2 separate regions of the Sus scrofa genome follow, and region 1 is linked to region 2. A link is a contact called in public HiChIP or PLAC-seq data. All regions are on one chromosome and are shown on one strand. The core of a region is the stretch at or near the end of the contact, and the rest is flanking DNA. Distances in the headings are between cores, read along the strand shown.

Evidence for each region. HiChIP or PLAC-seq counts read pairs in DNA pulled down with a chosen protein or histone mark.
Region 1: a contact with region 2 is called in an H3K27ac HiChIP or PLAC-seq map of alveolar macrophages. The contact joins two enhancer-like sites. A contact is called at or near these places in 1 of 5 promoter capture datasets (fetal skeletal muscle) and 1 of 2 datasets of contacts at active chromatin or transcription factors (alveolar macrophages).

Annotation. Positions count from the first base shown.
Region 1 is chr13:147,292,172-147,296,020 of Sscrofa11.1, reverse strand. It overlaps ATG3 (ubiquitin-like-conjugating enzyme ATG3), which reads right to left. Exons shown (of 12, transcript XM_003132682.6): 5 at 3,186-3,293. Among named protein-coding and RNA genes, the nearest start is that of SLC35A5, 15 kb to the right of the region's middle. Within about 2 kb of position 2,235, at least 2 of the 83 cell types and tissues checked have an H3K27ac peak or open chromatin away from gene starts, as enhancers often do. A contact at or near this core is called in alveolar macrophages, where this site is marked.
Region 2 is chr13:146,934,444-146,938,245 of Sscrofa11.1, reverse strand. No RefSeq gene overlaps it. Among named protein-coding and RNA genes, the nearest start is that of GTPBP8, 3.5 kb to the right of the region's middle. Within about 2 kb of position 1,650, at least 3 of the 83 cell types and tissues checked have an H3K27ac peak or open chromatin away from gene starts, as enhancers often do. A contact at or near this core is called in alveolar macrophages, where this site is marked.

The DNA of each region.
Region 1 (3,849 bases), core at 986-3,485, 360 kb before region 2:
CAACCTACACCACAGCTCATGGCAACGCTGGTTCGTTAACCCACTGAGCAAGGGCAGGGATCGAACCCACAACCTCATGATTCCTAGTTGGATTCCTTAACCACTGCACCATGACAGGAACTCCTAGAAATTATTTTATAATAGGTATGATTATTTTCTAACAGTAAAACCCAAATATTCATATAATGAATTGGTATTACAAAACAATTTATTGAATTTACTACTTCGCATAAAGAAAATAAACCTCTTCTACTGTATAAATGTAATGTAGTAGTAAACCAGAGTCTGCTAATAGTAGGACATTCCAGTAAAAGAAAGGAAAGCTCAAATGACTCTAATGAAGGTAATACTCTCAAGGGTTGTGATGATTGATTTTTTATGTCAACCTGGGTAGGTAACTGTGTCCAGATGTTTGATCACACACCAGTCTAGACATTGCTATGAAGGTATTTTTAGCTGTGCTTAACATTTAAGTCAGTATAGAGTAAAGCAGTAAAGCAGATCACCCTCCACAATGTGTGTGAGCCTCATTCAAGCAATTGAAGGCCTTAAGAGAAAAAGACAGAAGTGTTCTAGAAGAAGAATTAATTCTGCCTCCAGACTGCCCTCAGACTCCAGCCACAGCAATCAAGCCTTCCCTGAGTCTTCAGGCTGCTGGCCAGCCTGCCCTATATACATTTCAGAATTTCTAGTTCCCATGATCGCATAAGCCAATTCTTCAAAATAAACCTATCTATATCTATATCCATGGTTATTCTGGAGAACTATGACTAATACAAGGGCTAACAGAAATAAAAGAAACATGAGAGAAGAAAAGCAGGGATAAAGCAAAGGTAACTAAGGCAAATAAGGACTAGGTACCCTGAACTTGTGAGTCAGTTGGAAGCACTGCTTAATACAATCAGAATATAATTTAAACTTAAAATTCCAAGCGTACCTCTCATAGACATTACTTAGCATTTATTATGTACACCAAATTAACTGACATATGATACTATATTGTTTTCCACATAAGAAATTAGAGTTTCCATTGTGGCTCAGCGGAACGAATCCGACTAGGAACCATGAGGTTGTGAGTTCAATCCCTGGCCCTGCTCAGTGGGTTAAGGATCAGGCATTGCTGTGAGCTGTGATGTAGGTTACAGACAGGGCTCAGATCCATTGTTGCTGTGGCAGTAGTGTAGGCCGGCAGCTGTAGCTCCAATTTGACCCCTAGTCTGGGAACCTCCATATGCCACAGGTGTGGCCTTAAAAAGCAAAAAAAGAAAAAAAAAAAGAAAAAGAAAAAGAAAAGAAAATGATATTTGTCTTCTGTCAGTAAGGTAAGCATTTCTTTAGAATTTCTGTAACAGATTTCTGTCCATCCAATCATACTGACAACTACTTATCTCTGCGATTAACGCCTTTGTAAAAATGTACCTGGATTTTGGGATAGGGATTATGAAACACAATACAACTTGACAAAAGAGAAACTTATTGACATCAGAAACAGTGCTATAACCCATGGCTCTAGTCAATCAACAATTTCCTACAGACGTGCTACCCATTTCTTCCAATCATGTGAAGACTAAGGCGGAGCAGCTGCAAGATAATGGAAAGATCAGGGTGGGGGTGAGGGGGAGCCATCTAATAGCACTACTCAGTGGGAAAATATGATGGTATTTGAAATTATTTTAAGAAGTTATTCAATCTGTTATTTTCTCTGGGCATTGATATAACTTTCAACCTATTAAAGAAGAAAAGTTTCAGGAGTTCCCGCTGCGGCTCAGTGGTTAGTGAACCTGACTAAGAACCATGAATGAGATTGCGGGTTCAATCCCTAGTCTTGCTCAGTAGGTTAAGGATCCAGCGTTGCTGTGAGCTATGGTGTAGATGGAAGACAAGGCTTGGATCTCGCGTTGCTGTGGCTGGGGCGTAGGCTTGGCAGCTATAGCTCCTATTCGACCCCTAGCCTGGGAACCTCCATACGCCGCGCGCGGGTGTGGCCCTAGAAAAAGCAAAAAGACAAAAAAAAAAAAAAAAAAAAAAAAAGGAAGAAAAGTTTCAAATCAAAGAGCTCAAGTCCTGCATCTGTTTCAAAATCATCATAATGAAACAGATGGCAGTGTCCTTTACTCAGAGTAGAGGAGAAACTGACTCAATGAGGTACTTTTTTCCTGGGCAGATTATTTAGCCCTCTGACTACTGCCATGAGTCTCAACAGAGGGCAGCAATTTTAGCCTTCATAGAATATTTCACAACATCTAGAGACATTTCTAGTTGTCACAACTGGGAGAATGCTATTGGTGTCTAGTGGGTAGAGCCCAAAGATACTGCTAAACATTCTGCAATGCACAGGAAATGCTATGACAACTATTCAGCCCAAAATGTTAACAGCACTAAGTTTGAGACATTTGATATACCTCCTACTTGCCAGGAGCTACAGACAGAAAACTTGTTTTTAGTATCCTAGATTTAAACTTGGAACATAATTTCTTTATTAAAACTAAATCATTAATGGTAGTTAGCTATAGCAGCATATAATAATAGGCATTTACAGTCACATAGACATTCTGGCAAAATAAGTTTTAATGACGTGAACTGAAAAAATCATATTCAGTTACAACAGCTTGTGCAAACATATTCTTATTAAAGGTTTAAATTTAATTATTTAATAAAAATGTAGTGAACAACTTCTATATCAGATATTATGTTAGATATTGAAGATTCAACAATCTCTACCTTCATGAAGCCTATAGTCCTTACAATGCTTTCAGTAATCATTCAACAAACTACCAAAGATTTTTAAATGCCATGTCTCTGAGTAAAATAAACATGAGTACAGCATGGTTCCTGTCCTGAAACCTAAGTTTGTCATTGAGTGATGGGACGACATATAATAAGGGTTTCTAAAGCAAAGTAGTATGCATACTCTGCATTTCTGATGGCTTTCTTGCTTTTAGAACTAAAGAAAACAATATGGATATTTTCAAATTGCTACTAAAGTAGCAGTACTATAGGAATTTTGCACACTCCCGGGGCATTCTTTTCTTTTTTTCTAATTTGTCCTCCTGCTTCTTTTCAGGTAAAAGTCTACTGGGACAAAACTATGTTTTTGTTTTGTTTTGTTTTAAATCAAAGCTGTTACAAAAGATTGCAAAAGAGTTTAAACAATTTAAACATATGCCATTCTGTTCTCCTCTTACCTGTGTTATGGTAAGTATCTACCCATCCCCCATCACCATCATCTTCTTCAATGATAGCTTCCAATTCATCTGAATATTCCATCTGTTTGCACCGCTTGTAGCATGGCACTATAAAAAAAAAATGGCAAGGCCGGTTACTAGCACACAATCTGCTTCCTACAAATCCATTAGGGAAAATAAAGAAAATTTATTCCATAAAATATATTTCTACAACCAAAATAATAGATGAGTATTATATTTTACTTCTAATAAACGTACTTAAGAGTTACATTCAGGCCACGGACACATAATTATTTGACCACACTCATCTTTCCCTAAATAGCTTTAGTCAGAAGACTCCCACTCCACGGTGAGCATTCTAAGTATTCTCTACCCTGATGATCTGTAAAAAACAGCAAGCCTGAAGCCAGAGATGACATTGTTCAACCTCAGGCTAATGAATAATAATACATCATTTTAATGGCTTTACTCTCAGAACATGCAGTCACCACCTGTCATACTCAGAGGTGGTAGAGGTGACCTCTGGCTTCCAATACTACAGTAACTTTCAATATGAATTTCATAATTATATTTAAGCTCTAGCTATTAGTCATGGATAAATCGATGTAAAATTCACTAACCTGCTAAATTACTCTTTTATACAATAATGGTGTCAAGTTTTTCA
Region 2 (3,802 bases), core at 401-2,900:
AGCTCTATATACCTTCAAACCCAGTTCATTCTAAGAACTCATCTCCTACACATGAACACTGTCTGATATTTAATCTCCAGATCTGAGAAATCTGTTAGTACAGCAGGCATAACCTTAGAAGAAAGCTCAAAAAACTTCCTTGAAGAAAAAAAAAAGTTCTATGAAGTTAGAGATATTCTCTAAAGTTACATTAATGAAATATAAAATGAAACTAAGTGATTTGATGAGCCCCCTAACAAGATTTCTTTTTTTTTTTTTTTCAGGGCCACACCTGCTACCTGTGGCATATGGAAGTTCCCAGGCTAGGGGTCAAATCAAAGCTGCAGCTACTGGCCTAGGCTGCAGCCACAGCAATACCAGATCCGAGCAGATGCAACCTATGCCAACAGCTTGCAGCAACAGTGGATCCTTAACTTACTGAGCAAGGCCAGGGATTGAACCCATATCCTCATGGACACTAGTCAGGTTCTTAACCTGCTGAGCCACAAAGGGAACTCCTGTCTCTGTTATTTCTTGAATGATGGTTAAATAATAAATTTCAGACATAACAATTTATAAAATATAATTAGGAGTACAAATCATATATCATGTTACACATCTGTGCCATAAATTTGTGTCAACATGTTAGGTGATGTTTAATTTTTATTTAGTGGTTGCACAGAAAAATTGAAAAACATAATAAAATGCATTTTTTAATTTAAAGCATTCATTCAGGCAGTAGTTATTACAATTTAAGCAATTTAAGTTACATGTGGAAAGTTCCCCCATGTTACTCTCATTCATACAATGTGCCTTCCTAATACATGTGTTTGAGATCCAAATTAGATTGTAACCATATTTTTCTTTTTCTTTTTTTTTTCAGGTATTAATGTTTCATTTTTTTATAATGATTTTTATTTTTTCCATTTTAGCTGGGTAACCATGTTTTTCTATTTGATTCCTGGCACCCAGATCAATTCCTCGCATAGCAAGCAATCAATAAACGTTAATGATTGTTGTTTAAAACAAGGGGAGAAGTATGGTGGAAAAGGTCTTGTGTAAATTAGACACTGAGACCTAACCCATTGCCTCCCTCTGCGTGTAGAAGTAAGTTTTCCAAGAATTTCTGAGTCTATAGGTCTTTCACATGATTTCTAGCCTAGCATCAGAGTTACCTGTGCATATTGCTTGCATGCTAACTCTCTGGTGTCACTGATTCTGCCTAAAGTGTTTGCCTTCTTCATGTCTTAGATGGACTCCCTAAACTAAACACTTATAGGACTTGGACATAAATTGAGATCACTCTGGATCCAATGGTCATTCATTGTAAAGACAGACATCACTGAAGAAACAATTGAGATGATCCTGTCCTAATGGTAAGATCTCATCACTGTCCTACCTATGTTCCTTTCATTCTTATTAGATAAACATGACAGAATATAACTATAGATTTAGGTTGGATCAGTTCCAGCAATAAAAGCTGATTCTAAGGTATGTGTGTAAAGTATATAATACCTTCCTAAGTTATATTAAATAGTAAAATCTTGTTAACTTCGTGTTGAGCTACCTCCTAGACTAAGAGAAGTTACTTTTCCTCAGAAGGGTGACCATTAGCACACTGAACTCTGCTAATTTTCACAACATAACCAGACCATTACCAAAGATAATGAAGAACTACTGGATGAGGAAATATCCGGAGTGGAAGGGTGATTCTTGACCTCCTGAAATCCAGCTGCTACATTAAGGGAGGGTAACCGTTTGGCTTGCTTAACCTGCAGCCACAGGCACTCTAAAGCTTTACCCTGCCTCCTCCATAATAGGATTGAAATTTACATAGGACATTCCATTTATCCTTCATGGTAGTCTGATGGCTCTGGATTTACACAAGGAACCACACACCATCTTAAAATGCTACTTTAAACAGGACTCTTGGCTGCAGTCAAATTAGTTTCAGTAACATGGAGAGGAATGTATTGACTTGTGTGATGGGAGAGCAGAGGGACAGAGAACATGATATTCAGCATAGGTCATAAGGGGTCATGCCACTGCCTCCCCCACCTCTCAATACTGTTTTTCTTTCTGTGTTAGCTCCATTGCCTCTTAAAGCACTATAGGCATCCTTTACAAAGCAGTGGAGAAGAGCCTCACATTCCAGCATTGTAACAGGAGGCTCAGGGCAGGGCCAGCTGCCTGTTTAACTTTAATGTAATGATTGCCTTGGTTGGAATCACTCTCACATTATTCAAATAATCATTATTGTCTTAAAACACACAATGTAGGGCCAAGTGCCTCTTCCTGTGATCAGAAGAGTAGAATTCTGTTCATTGATACCCCCAGTAGAACCACACAGAGTAGATGTGGATGGTTCCTCTCTATGCAAGGGATGCCAACCAACTAAATACAACATATTATACGTTCACTTCAAATATCTATATCAAAGCCAAAACTTGATAGAAATAGCTAGAGTCACTGCCCACATCCATCTTTTTTTTACTTCATCCTGGCCACGTTAGCTTCCTTGCTGTTCCTTAAACTAGCCACACACACTCCTGCTTCTGAGCCTTTTTGCTTCCACCAAAATACTTCCCCCAGATAATCACATGCTTATTCCCTCACTTCCTTCACATTCATGTTCAAATGTCACCTTCTCAGTGGAGATCACACTAAAACACAAACACACAGAGACACCACTCACTTCCCTATCTAGCTTTAGCTTTTTCCTAAGCATTTATCATTATCTAATAGACCCTGTGTTTTAGTTATTGCACTGCCTCAAGACCATAACATGAGAACATAAACATTTTTCTGTTTCATTTATTCACTCTTCTATCTCCAGTTCTTAGTACATGCCTAGCATGAATATTTGATGAATGAACAAATGATGGACTTGAGCAGGGGTGCCTCACTCCTCTCAGTGTGAGATAATGTACACTACAGTATTGTATGGGAAGGAGTACACAACAGAACAGTACATAAACACAGGCTTCATTTTTCGACCTCCCTGGGTTACCAGTTTAGTACGTCCTCATGTCAGTGCTGTGGAACTAGACCAAGGATGGGTTTTCCACAGTTTTCTGGGAGGAGTGCTAAGATGCCCTTAGATCAATTCAAGCCCCATCTCACATCGTTGTTATATCTGTGCAATCTGCATAACTAAGTTGCTGCTTTGTTTCCTAATGCAAATTCTCTTTCCCCATTAGGACTTAAATACTATTCTGAATCACATCCCTGACACCCTGCCTAGTCAAAAGGCTTGATCCTGACTCCCGTTCCAAAGCCATTGGCTAGGGTATACTACTCCACCCAGACAGACCACCTGGAACATAGATGCTGCCCACAATCAGAGTAAGGATATTGCCAAAAAAACAGAGTACCACTGCAACCAGACTGGACCCCCTTTTATACTGATTGGGCCTCATTTATTTTCCTAAACTTTGACAATTCCCTGAGTATCCTATGATTCCCATTGCAGTTCCACAGCTGCATTTCCCCTAAGCCAATTACTCCCATTTCTAGCTTTTCCCCTCTGACTTGTAGGCCTCATGTGGGACTAAAAAATGAGTACTGTGATGCCTATTAAGCCCTGAACACCTCCAAAACACCTGTAAGAATTGGCAAAGGTCCTTTACACTCAGGTTTATTTCCACACCTGGGACCAAAAGGTTTAGAAATGAAATGGCACATATGAAATGCTCTTTCAAAGTTCAGAGTTGTCTACAAACATACCCACATACACTTTCAGTGAAGAAAAGATGAATTATTTCATAAATATTGTTGAGGCAACTGGCTAATTATTTGGAAACAAATATAGGGGAATTCCTGG